2 separate regions of the Ovis aries genome follow, and region 2 is linked to region 1. Evidence: chromatin contacts called from public Hi-C data. All regions are on one chromosome and are shown on one strand. The core of a region is the stretch at or near the end of the contact, and the rest is flanking DNA. Distances in the headings are between cores, read along the strand shown.

Evidence for each region. Hi-C and Micro-C count contacts between places; a contact is called where the count stands out from the background.
Region 2: a contact with region 1 is called in a Hi-C map of tail adipose tissue, with 1.6 times the contacts expected there. The contact joins the enhancer-like site here to the promoter of MGAT1 in region 1. A contact is called at or near these places in 3 of 16 Hi-C or Micro-C datasets (blood, omental adipose tissue and tail adipose tissue).

What each region holds. Positions count from the first base shown.
Region 1 is chr5:37,691,232-37,697,444 of ARS-UI_Ramb_v3.0, reverse strand. MGAT1 (alpha-1,3-mannosyl-glycoprotein 2-beta-N-acetylglucosaminyltransferase) reads left to right here and starts at 2,568. Exons shown (of 4, transcript XM_060415724.1): 1 at 2,568-2,648; 2 at 3,524-3,944. It overlaps LOC105613357 (a long non-coding RNA gene), which reads right to left and starts at 2,056. Exons shown (of 2, transcript XR_009600683.1): 1 at 1,802-2,056; 2 at 1-344.
Region 2 is chr5:37,732,262-37,738,474 of ARS-UI_Ramb_v3.0, reverse strand. No RefSeq gene overlaps it. Among named protein-coding and RNA genes, the nearest start is that of ZFP62, 21 kb to the left of the region's middle. Within about 2 kb of position 3,789, at least 12 of the 54 cell types and tissues checked have an H3K27ac peak or open chromatin away from gene starts, as enhancers often do. A contact at or near this core is called in tail adipose tissue, where this site is marked.

The DNA of each region.
Region 1 (6,213 bases), core at 1,319-3,818:
TGGAACCTAGGTTACAATTTTCAAAAGGGTGGTGGGGTGGGATGGGAAACAGAGGCTGTAAATCTTTCCATAATCTTGGCAAGATTCTAGAACATGTCATTAAATGGATGACATATGATTGCCTAAAATTAGCAGCAGTTCCTACTGGATTCAGTCTGATGTTAACAGCAAGTCAGATTAACGAATGTACTAAAAAAAACCCAGTCTTCTTCCTACATGTCTTCATTACTACTCATACAGAATACTTTACCTCTGACACCAAATGCATGGGCGTTTTCTCCCACCAAGCAGTCCTCTGGGATACCAGCTGGTTGTCCTACAATCTAACTCAATTCTGACACAATCTGAAATAACATCAGATAACACAGGTTACGGACCAGTATAATGAGACTGCCTCTGCTTCAGATGCCAATTACAAGTAGTAAGTCACCAAGTTACTCCTAACTTCTGTTCTACCTGGAGGTTCCTGTGACCTCGTACCCAGAGGATTCAGTAATTTGCTAGAACAACTCACAGAACTCTGGGAAACACTTACCTATGTTTATTAGTTTATTAAAGGATATAGATGAATGCCAGATGATATACAGAGGTAGAGGCCTGGGGTGGGGAATATGGGGGTGGGGGAAAGGCATGGGGGGGCAGGTCCCAAGCACAGGAGCTTCAGTCTTCCTGAGTTGAGGGTGTGGCACCCTCCCAGTGTGTGGATGTGTTCACCAACCTGGAAGCTCTCTGAACCCCATTTTGTTGGAATTTTAAAGGATGCTTCATCATCTCAGCATGATTTATCATTAGCTTCATTTTCAACCCTTCTCTCAATCTCAATACAATGGCAAGCGTAGGGGGTGGCATGAGAGTGAAGTCAAAGTCGCTCAGTAACGTCTGACTCCTTGTAACCCCATGGACTACATAGTCCATGGAATTCTCCATGCCAGAATACTGGAGTGGGTAGCCTTTCCCTTCTCCAGGGGATCAAATCCAGGTCTCCGGCATTGCAGGTGGATTCTTTACCAGCTGAGCCACAGGGAAGCCTTCCCATAAAGAAAGGCGCAGGAGGGAGATGCTAAAAAATTCCAACTTTCTAATCGTGGCTTGATCTTTCCAAAGATCAGCTCCCATTCAGAAGCTGTCTAGGAGCCCAAAGTTGCTCCTTAGAACAAATGACATTCCTATCACCCAGGAAACGCCAAGGGTTTTTGTAGCCTTGTGGCAAGAACTAAGGTCAAAGGTCAAATATTATAACAAAAGAGCCTCCTAGTACTCTCATCACATGTGAAAATTCAAAGGATTTTAGCAGCTCAGTATCAAAGAAGATATTCCAGAAGACTACAGACTAAGTTCCAGTTTTCAATAAAAGGGGAAAAAAACAAAGGTTGCAAAGTCATCCACAGCCCTGGCAAAATTTTAGAACATGTCATTAAGTAGACGACATATGAACAAAAATTAGTAGTAGCTCCTTTTGCATGCAGTTTTAAGGCAAGAACAGGTCTGACCAATACATTTAGAAAAAAATCAACCAGGGCAATTTTGGAAACTGGAAGTCTAATGTTTCAAGGTGTGGAAAGGTTCAAGAGGAGACTGTTTGCCTAAGATAGTGGCAACACAGGTTAGTGTCACAGACTGCAAGGTTCGCGATCAGCCCTTATCACTTTCTAGCCATCTAACCACTGCAAGACTTCTGTGCTGCTCAGGGAACGGTAACCATGGTCCAGACTTGCGCGTACTAACACTAATACTTGACAAGGGCTCCGCGCAATACGTGTAAAACAGTTGTCCTGGGGGTCGGAGGGGGAGGAGAGCTTACTGTATGAGTAGTCTCTTTTCAGACCCAAGGAAGGTCCTGCCTCCGTTAGAGATACAGCGAGAAAAGTAAGCAATAAACAAAGCAGCTTTCTTCTAGTACTGCTACAGAGCTCTCAGCGCAGGAACGGGTGAACACAGGCCTTGGTGCTTCCAGAATTGCTTCTCACCAGGACTCGAATCCAGAGAGTGGGCCAGCTTAACCCTTCTTCAGAACCCCAAAGAGGCAGGTTGTTGCGACAGTAAAACCGAGGGGAATGGGCGAGACTACTCCTGGCCGACTCCGCCCTCACTTCCGGGCTCTCGCTCCGCCCCCTTCCCGCCCAAGTCCAGCCTGGCCAAGCCGTCCAAGCACCAAACTTCACCACCCGGCCGAGGTGTCATGCGCATGCGCTCTTCTTTCCGCGAGGCTCGACGTGACGCAAGCTCCGGCTTTCCGCCACACTCTGCCCCGCCCCCTCCTTGCACAGCCGTTACTCTTGTCCCCATGTCCTTTGTCACCCGCACTCTGTCCTGCCCACACCTCGTCTGCAGTTCTGTGAATAGTAACTGCAAAACAACCTCAAGTCCTGCAGAGTCACGTTCCGTGCTCCCTTGGTGGCGGTGGTGATAGGCAGGGGGAGATAAGGCGGGATGACGGGAGGTGGCACTTGCCGCGGACCCACTTCCGGAGGACGGACGGAAGTGGCTGTGGTAGATGGTGGGAGGGGGAAAGGAGTGCGAGGGGAGGGCCGGGCGCCGGGGGTCGAGGGGGTGGGGCCTGGGCCGGTAGTGGGGACCCGGCCTGGGGCCTGGAGTCCGACCAGGGGTGGGCTGCGGATACCTGCCGAGTCTGGGTGGGCGGGACCCAGGTAAAGAACTAGCGCAGATAGGGCGAGGGTCGTCTGGGCCGCAGAGGGGTGCGGGGATCAGAATCTAGAGAGGGTCGCGTTGTTACCCTCTTTCCCAGTGAACACAGAGCAAGGGGTTCCGGCGAGAAGGGTGGGAGGAGTCAAATTCTTGGCTGGGTGGGGGGGCGTTCTTGTGGACGCCACGCCCCTACAGGAAGGAAAGGCGCGTGCGTGTGTGTGTGTGTGTGTGTGTGTGTGTAGGAATAAACTTAGAAGGGAGGGGGCGGCCGGGGTGGGCCACTGGATTGAAAAAATTGGAACATCACTGGGGCTGTTGGTGGTAGCATTCGGGCCTCTAGCATTTCAGGAAAGTGCTCTCGGGAGTCGCCCCAGGAAGGAGTTTGACGAAGATTGGGAATTACATCTTTGGCACAGTTTTGGAAGGGGGGGCTGCCAGTGAAGGGAAGGGGGCAAAGAATGCTTGTAGAAGGTGCCAGCGTCTAGGTCTGGTATGGATTTAATTCAGACTGGGAGAGTTGGCCGATTAAAACACTGCACACCCTAAGAAGCTTGGGAGATGTAGGGCGATTAGTGTGTGGCACAAACAAGAGGAGAACAGGAGGAGAATGTTCTTTTCTGTATTTCTTAGAAGTCAGTCTCCACACAGCAGTGGTTTTAGGTGCTGTCTTTCCTTTACCTTGAGTCATATTTGTATACATATTGTTGAGGTGACTGTTTTGGGGTGGAATATGTGAGTGAGGTAGGTACTTTGAATAACCTTGTGGAGTGTTTAAGGAAGGGTTTTTGATGATAATCTCATTTAGGTAAGAGGTATTAGGGATTCCTTTGGGTATATAATAGATTAGAGAGTGTCATGATGTTTAAATATTCTTCAGGTTAACACAGAAATCAGCTTCCTGGGCCATGCCGGTTCTAAGGCCTGTTTCCTCTCATGAGCTTCAACAGAAGACGGACTCTCCAGCCCTCACAGTGGATGACTTTCCTTCCCTGAACAGGAGACGGAATAGTACCTGGGATCTGCCTATCACTGACTCTGGGCTTAATAAACCAGCTGAATGAAGGGATGTAATAGACCTCTGGGAGGAACACTGAAGCCTGCAGGGGGGGGAGGGACCTGGACATACTCCTTCCCCCCCAGACTCCTCCCACTCAGAGTCCACTCAGCCATGGACTTTGGACCTGGACCAGAGGAGAGAAGCTGCGCTTCGGTGTTTCTAATCTGGGATTCTCAGTTTTGGAAATGGAGTACTGAATGGGGGTTTGATGATCTTCAGGGGAGCAGCTGAGAGAAGAAAGGTAAGGTTCCTGTCTCATTTCCCACTTGGTGTCTTGCTGCTCCTGTGCAGATAGTGTTGAGTGGGGCGAGTCCGGGGACACTGCCATTCAGAAAATGCCCTGATGAGAACTCTTACCCTGATGGGTACACAGGAAACTTCACCTCTCCTTCCCTCTCAGGGTGCAGGCTTGTTCCCAGTAGCTCATTACCCAGATAGAGTACCTTGAAAGGAGTTGTGAGCAATGGCAGTGGTGAGGTTAGACCAAGGAGAACATAAAAAGACTTTAGGCCTCTGAAGGGAGGTTGTATTAGATTACTTGTCAGGGCTTTTTCCCCACTTGGGTAATAGGATTCCAAGTCAGTTTGGGCTAAATACAACTCTGGAATGGATTATCCAGGCTGAGGCAGACTGCTGTGTTTTGGAGAGCTAACTAAATAGAGCTGCCTTGGGTGGGGGCAGGTAGCAGATGGTCTGGAATACCTCCTAAGTTGCCTCTCGTCCTTCCCCTTTAAGGAAATGTAGGCTGTGAAACCTCACTGTAAGAGCAGAGGAACAGAACATAGGTTTGGGAATCAGGATTTGTGTCCTAACTCTGCCATTCTTAGTGTACAACCACTAGATATGTCAGTTAAGCTATGCCATGTTCTCTTCACTTGCAAAATGGGGACAACTAACTTTCCAAGTCCGTCACAGGTTGTTTGCAAGGAACAAATGAAATGATAGATTTTTCAGAATCTAGATTTTTCATCCAGGGCCATGTACATGTGGCAGAGTGACATTGTTATTGCTTGATATGCTTGTATAGTTGCATGGAGAAAAACTGAATTAGGACTTCTGTTCATTTATTGAATTAGTGTTCTGGCAAAAGTCTTATTTGTGCTTAATTAAAAGTCTGTCCTGAATTTGTCTCATCCCTTTGCTACTAGCCAATACCTCCTATCATGAAGTGGTGGCAAAGGTGCATGGGTTCAAAGAGAGCTCAGATTGAGGGATTCTGCCAGATACCTTGTTGGCTCTCAGAGCTCTCCAGTCTGCTAGGCATGTGTGCCTCTTTGGGGTAGCAGACCAAAGAGAGGTGGAGAGAAGTGTAAGTCTCAAGGACCAAGTGTCTGTTAGTAGATGGAGCTCCATTTCTTGGAGTGAGGGCCTTTCCTTTCTATGCCACATCCTGGTCATCTGTCCTGCTCTTTGAAGTGACAGTGTTTTTCAGACTGCCATTGTTTAGCCTTCTATATTTTTGCAGGCTCTATTCCCATATAAAGCAGAAGCTGTTCATCTTACCTTCTTGCCTTCCGTTCCTTCCTTGAATTCCAATTTACCTATCCCAAGATGCCTGCTTTTCTGAGTGACAACAACAGCAGAAAGGAGAGGTGATGGAAATTTTGATAGACAGGATACAGCGGACTGGGCAAAGGGTAGGAAGCTTGGCTTCTAGCATCTCTTTGCCTCTCACTAGCTGTGTAACACCTAGGCCTCATATTCAGTGGGCATTTGCAAGCTGAAAAGCGTGTATTTATGACTTGGTTTCTTTCTTTCTCCCTTCCTTCTTTTCCATAGGAGTCTGTGAGGCCCCCAGTGGCCTGAGGGCTGGGCAGGCAGACCTAGGTGGCTTCCTGGTCCTAGGTATTTCTTCTCTAGTCTGATGCCTGAGATAGCTCGTTTGAGGCTGGGCTTCTACTATAGGGTGGGTCTGTCACCTCCCCTAGCTTTGCCCACCAAATTCCTGGTGCTATTCTTTGCTTAGACACTGGGATCACAGTGATCCCTCAGGGATATGTGGCCCCAGGCCCTCATCCTGCCTAGGAGGCCTGTGAGTGCTTCGAAGCACTTGAAGTACCACAGAGTCATGCTGTATTTGTACAGTGCTTACATTATGTGAAGTGTCCAGGCTGTTGTGTTGTGTCAGCTTTTCATCACCACATTGTTGTGAGGAGAACAGAGCAGGGATTATTCTCCCAGTTTGATGCGTGAGGGGAAGCTACAGAAGCCCTGAGCAGGCAGGGCTCGCCTAAGTGTGAAGTGGCAGATGCTGTGATCGCCTGCCCAGTTCTGTGCTGCCTCTATAGTATCTGACCTGACAAGGGCCATTGGGATTCTGCTGCAAACCTCCAGGGAGGAGAACTCGAGGGCCCTGTCAGACAGCCTCTCTGGTAAGATGTTTCCTTCTTAGAGTGAGCCAAAATTCCTCTCCCCTATTGTTTCCAGCAAAAGCAGTAGTCCTTCCCTCAGCCTGACCCTTTGACAAGACAGTCCTCTTGACACAGCCATCAGCCTTCTCAAAGGGCACC
Region 2 (6,213 bases), core at 2,540-5,039, 40 kb before region 1:
TCAGCTGCCTCTGGTCCTGTTTGTAGCAAGTGGATCTCTGCTGCATCATGCAGAATCTTTCATTGCAGCATGTGGATTCTGGAGTATACTGGCTCAGTAGTTGCAGTGAGCAGGGTTAGTTGCTCTGCAGCTTGTGGGATCTTAGTTCCTGACCAGGAATTGAACCCACGTCCTCTGCATGCCAAGGCAGATCCTTAACCACTAGACCACCAGGAAAGTCCCTAAAAAAGTTTTTTAAAATGCAGATGGCATGCCTTCCCTTCCCCTTAAAAGAGCCTGGAGTCTGAAAAGACTGCAGTTTAAACAGGCAGAGCTGTTTTAAGATGGGGTTTTGTCATCAGAGATAACACCAAAGCGGCTTAGGCCCCAGACTGTGCTGATGCTATAGAAGAGTTAGGCCCCACTTCACCAGCCACAAAGAGTGAGAGAAACAGAAGGATGATAGGGCCAGGCTCACCCAGGGTGATGAATTTTACAGGTGACTTCCAAAGTTAGGTTGGGTTACCAGAGTGCTACACCCTCTGGACCAGATAAACCAAATCTAGACCCATCCCCCTCCCCACCCCCAGGGTACTTTTGTTGCCAAGCACAGCAGTAGAAGAAAAAGAACATCCCTGGCAGATTGTGGTCCCTGACCAACCCTTACAACCCAGGTAAACACAACCAGAAGCAAACAAAACTTCACTGGAAGAGGACTCCTTCAATCTAGACCTCAGGTAACAATTTTTCAGGGGTAATAACCAGAAGTAATAAACAGGCACAAGGGAAAAAGCATGACTGAAAACCAGCAGAAAAGAACAGACCCACGTAGACTTCACATTAGAATTAATGGGTACGTTTGTAAGAACAACTGCTTAAAATATTTAAAGATGTATTTGGCAACAGATGGTGAAATAGGGGGAATAAGAATTGGTGAGCTGGAAGATATGATTGAAGTTTTATCCAGAATGCACCATGGAGATAGAGGAATATGGGAAAACACAGAAAAATGGGAAGGTCTCACTGGAAAGTTTATATTTAATCACAATCTTAAAAGGCAAAGATGGAAGAAAGGCAAAGGTAATTGGGCTGAGGATATTCCAGAACTGATGAAAAATAACAAGTCTATAGATTTAAAGCCCAAAGAATACAAATTAGGATAAGTTTATCAAATCATATCTACATGCATCATAGTGCAACTGCAGGAAATCAAGAAAATTAACAAAGATCTAAAAATTACCTTCAAAGGAACAAACAGCAACAACAGAATCCAACAGCAACAACAGAATCCAAATGAGTAGAATGAAAATGTCAGTATAATGGTAGAAAATCACTGTCAAATTAGAATTTTGTACCCAATGAAGATACCTTTTATGAATGAGAACAAAATAAGCACATAAGACAATTTTGTTTCATTTATCCCCTGCTGACCCTTACTAAAGGAAATTTTAAAGAATGTACTATAGAAGGAAACTGATCTCAGATTGGACTTTTAGATGTGAAAAGGAATGAAGAGCAAAATATGTATAAAATGTAACAGTTTTATACCAAACAATAAAAATGTACAGTTGTTAAGATAGATGTAAAATACCAGAAAACAGTGATATATAAATCACAAGAGTAAAATGGATTGAAGTATTAGGGTGAAGGTTTCGGTTACTCTCATTAATATTGTAAAATCTAGAGGAATCATAAAAATAGAACATAAAAATTCAATGCTAGTAGAAAAATGTGTAATTAAAAATATGAATTAAAAAGAGGAGACCAAAAAAAAAAAAAAGATGGTAAATCTTAAGCCATAAAAACCCCACAATATTTACATGTAATTTAATTCACTAAATGACAAAGATTGTCAGGGAGTGTCTTAGTTTGGGCTGCTACAACAAAACACCATATGCTAGGTGGCTTATAAATAACAAAAAATGTATTAATAGTTCTTAATTCTGGAGGCTGGAAGTCCAGAGTTATTAGAGATCAGCATGGTTGGGTGCAGACTTTCTTCAGAGTTATAACTTCTTGTATCCTCACATGGCAGAAAGGGATTAGGGAATCTTGTGGGGTGTCTTGTATAAGTGCACCAATCCTATTCATGAGAGCCCAACCCTGATGACCTAATCACCTTCAAAGGCCCCCACCTCCTAACACCATTACACTGGGCATTAGGATTCCAACCTGTAAATTCTGGGGGAACACACATAGACCTAAAACCCCACTATATTACTACTTACAAGACACTCAAATATAAGGACACTAAGTTTGAAAGTAAAAGAATGGAAAGAAGTTATATGAAGCCAAAATAAAATTGATGTGCTGCTGCTGCTAAGTCACTTCAGTCGTGTCCGACTCTGTGCGACTCAATAGAGGGCAGCCCACCAGGCTCCCCCATCCCTGGGATTCTCCAGGCAAGAACACTGGAGTGGGTTGCCATTTCCTTCTCCAATGCATGAAAGTGAAAGTGAAGTCGCTCAGTCGTGTCCGACTCTTAGCCACCCCATGGACTGCCGCCTACCAGGCTCCCCAGTCCATGGGATTTTCCAGGCAAGAGGACTGGAGTTGGGGGCCACTGCCTTCTCCATAAAACTGATGTAGCTCTACTAATATTAGATAAAGCAGGGACTTCAAGGCACAAACCATTCTTAGAGAACGATTAAGACAAAACGTTCAGGAAAGAAAAGACACTGAAAAGATAGAACAGTTATAAGTTAGTATCTACCTAAAAAGTATTCAGAACACAAAGAAAAAAAATAAGATCCACAGTTATGATTTTTTTTACCTCTCTAATTAATAGGACAAACAGACTAAAATTTGGTAAAAATACAGATTTAAACAATAAGGTTAAAAGCATTCTAATGCATATGTGTGGGACACTGCACCAGTGTATCAAGGATGCATATATTTTGTCAAGAACACATGAAATATTTTCAAAAATACCTACACAATGTTCTGTGTCAATTATACTTCGGTAAAGCTGGGGTGGGGAGCTTGACAAATATGCTGGACCAGAAAGTAAATCTGAACAAAATTTAAATAACTGAAATTAGAAATTAATTTAAAAAATGTATAAAGCATGTCTATTCAGAAATTTGCATAAACATTTTAAAATCACAGTTCAAAGAAGAAAGTATTTTCAACTGAATGATAATGAAAATACTACATATCAAAAACTGGAGAGATATTTCTTAGTGCTTAGAAATTTATAGCTTAAAAGATATTTCAGAAAATCAGAAAACCTGGTAATTAATCACCTAGGCAACACTTCAAAAAGAAAATCAAATCCTAATGGAAGTTACAACAAGGAAGTAATAAAAAGCAGAAACTAACAAAATAGAAAAACATTATAGAGACGAGCGGAGAAGACAATGGCACCCCACTCCAGTCCTCTTGCCTGGAAAATCCCATGGACGGAGGAGCCTGGTAGGCGGCAGTCCATGGGGTGGCTAAGAGTCGGACACGACTGAGCGACTTCACTTTCACTTTCATGCATTGGAGAAGGAAATGGCAACCCACTCCAGTGTTCTTGCCTGGAGAATCCCAGGGACGGGGGAGCCTGGTGGGCTGCCGTCTACCGAGTCGCACAGAGTCGGACACGACTGAAGTGACTTGGCAGCAGCAGCAGCGTAGAGACCAGAGCCAAATGTCTGTGTGTTTTGTCAGTTTTAACTGACAAACCTCTGGGGAGACTGATCAAGAAAAAAAAGAGAAAGCCTGAATAAGCAAAGTCAGGGATAAAAAGAGAATACAGAGAACTGTAAATTTTTCTTCTCTGAACATACACTGACCTCCTTGCTCTCTGCTATTCTGAGAATAGCTCACTCCTAAATTCCTGACTCAACAATTCTGGGAACAGGAATGTAACAGTCATGATGAGCCAGATCAGAAAGAAACACAACTCATTTCTGTAAGACTGCAATACAAAAAAAAAAAAAAAAAAAGCGCAATACCTACCTTACAAAACCCACCAAAACTGCAGTATTCAGTGCTGCTTTTGTTTCTTTCCCCTATAAAACCTCTCTCATTCCTCATGTTTGGGGAGACATTCCCTTTAAATCTTTCCCTGTAACAACAGTGTGAATAAATTCCCTTGAAGTCTCAGCAGATTTCTAGTTTTGTGTTACAAATGCTACAGACATTAAAATAATAAGATATTATATCACAGTTTTGAGCCAATAAATTAGAAATTTTATTTGAACTGAGAAAATTCCTAGGGGGGAAGAAACAAAACTTACTAAAGGTCTCACAGTTGGGAGGAGTCTGGGAAAGATTCTGAAGTGAGTTCAGTCCTTATGGAACTCTTAGGAGGAGTGAGTGGAGAGAGAAGCAATAATAGAGAGGGAAGGGAAAACCTTAATAAACAGTGAGTTTGAAAAAGCTTTCCACAGGAGTACACTCCATTTCTAGCTAATTTGTCTGAAAGCAAAAGCCTGAAAAATAATTTCATCAGGGTTTATGTACAGAGACACTATGGGTAAGAAGTACTGAATATCAGTCATGAAATGCAAGGGAAATTTTCCCTCATGAGATTAAAAAACAAGAAATGGTCACCTAAGGATCAACTAGCTGAGGACAGACAGTTGGGACCCGAAGTCTGTCTGCATCAGGACCTTAAGGTTTCCTAGGGAATTCCCTGGCCTGGGAAGTCTCTCCATGCCTCTTCCCCAACCTCAGCGGAGGGCCTTGACTGGATACATGCAGAAGGAAGTCAGAATATTTAACTCCATTTTTCTTTCCATTGAGTGTTCCCATTTAGACCTGGCAGTTCTTCTCAGGCTGTGAATAGTATCAGTTATGCTCAGGAAGGAGTTTGTGTGAATCCCACGCAGAGAGGCAACACAGAATAGTAGCCAAGAGCAGTCTCTCCACCGTGAAGCTGGGGTTCAAGTAAGGACTCTCACTTATTCCCAGATGACTAAGCAAGTAACTAAACCTTCTGGGTTTTTTGCTCATGTGTCCTCATCTAACTCTTTTTGGGATAATAATGGTAACAACCTCAGAGGTTGTAATGAGGGTTGGGGAGGTTAGTGTTATTAGAGCCCTTAGAAATGTGCTTGGAATGAGAAGCATTTGTAGAAGGGTGTAGGGAGTAAGTCTGACAGTGTGGTGGCCCCTGTCCAAGGATTTATACATCTAGATGGACACTCAGGAATACAGCCCCATCTTTAAGCCAAGAAAATCCCCCAAGGACCACCCCACAAATTTGAGAAGAAATATTTTTTTGGATATGTTTACTCTGTGGTATTTGCTTCTAAGCAAGAAATCCATTGTTTCTAAGCAAATATGCTTTTTTCTGGAAAAGGGGTCAACAAGAAGAGCCTCCAGCTCTAGTCCAGTGACCCAGAGTGTTAGGTTGATCAAGGGCTGCTTCACACTTGCTTTTCTGGCTAGGCAGCCTGCCCACTCATGCTGTATACAGTTTTCTCCCCACTCCCTCCCCATCCCTCTGTTTTCTTGGTAATAGGCATGCTGGAGACTACTGAAGGAAGGATTGGTGAGAGCTAAGCTTCTACAATCTTAACCATGGCTGTTTTGGTTAAGTGTTCCTGAAGACCTCAGAGAATAAAAGGAGGCCCTGGAATGGCAGAAGTTCCTCTGATCTGGGGTCAGTATTCTGGTGAATGTGATGTTTATCTATAATTTCCCCATCTGTGAAAATAAAGGAAAAGACCCAGCTCACAAGGTTGCTTTGAGGATTAATGAGAAAGCACTTTGTATTTTATAAAACTTCACATAAACATTATTGTTAAGTTGATTAATTTCTGTATTATTTTTAAAAGTTAAAGGAGATAAAGAAGATGAGAGTAAAAATCAATGAAACTGTAACACAACAGAGAGGATCAAAAGTCAAGGTTGGTACTTTGAAAAGAGAATTAAAATTCTCTTCTGGTATGATAAGAAAGAACAAAACACAGATAATTATAACAGATACCCTAGGTTATTTGGAAGTGTATTTTTAAATTTTGAAACATACAGGAAATTCCTAGTTATAATTTTGTTATTGCATTTTGGTTAGAAATCATACTGTATATGGTTGCTATCCTTTTATGTTTGTAGAGATTTGTTTATGGCCCAGTGTGTGTTTGACCTTAATGAAGATTCCACGAGCACTGGAAAAGAACATGTGTTGTGCAGACTCTGGGTGCAGTCACCTAGATAAAGACATTAGGTCAATTTTGTAATGTATTGTTCAAATCTTCTCTACTCCTTATGAATATTTATCCACTTGCCCTATCAGTTAAT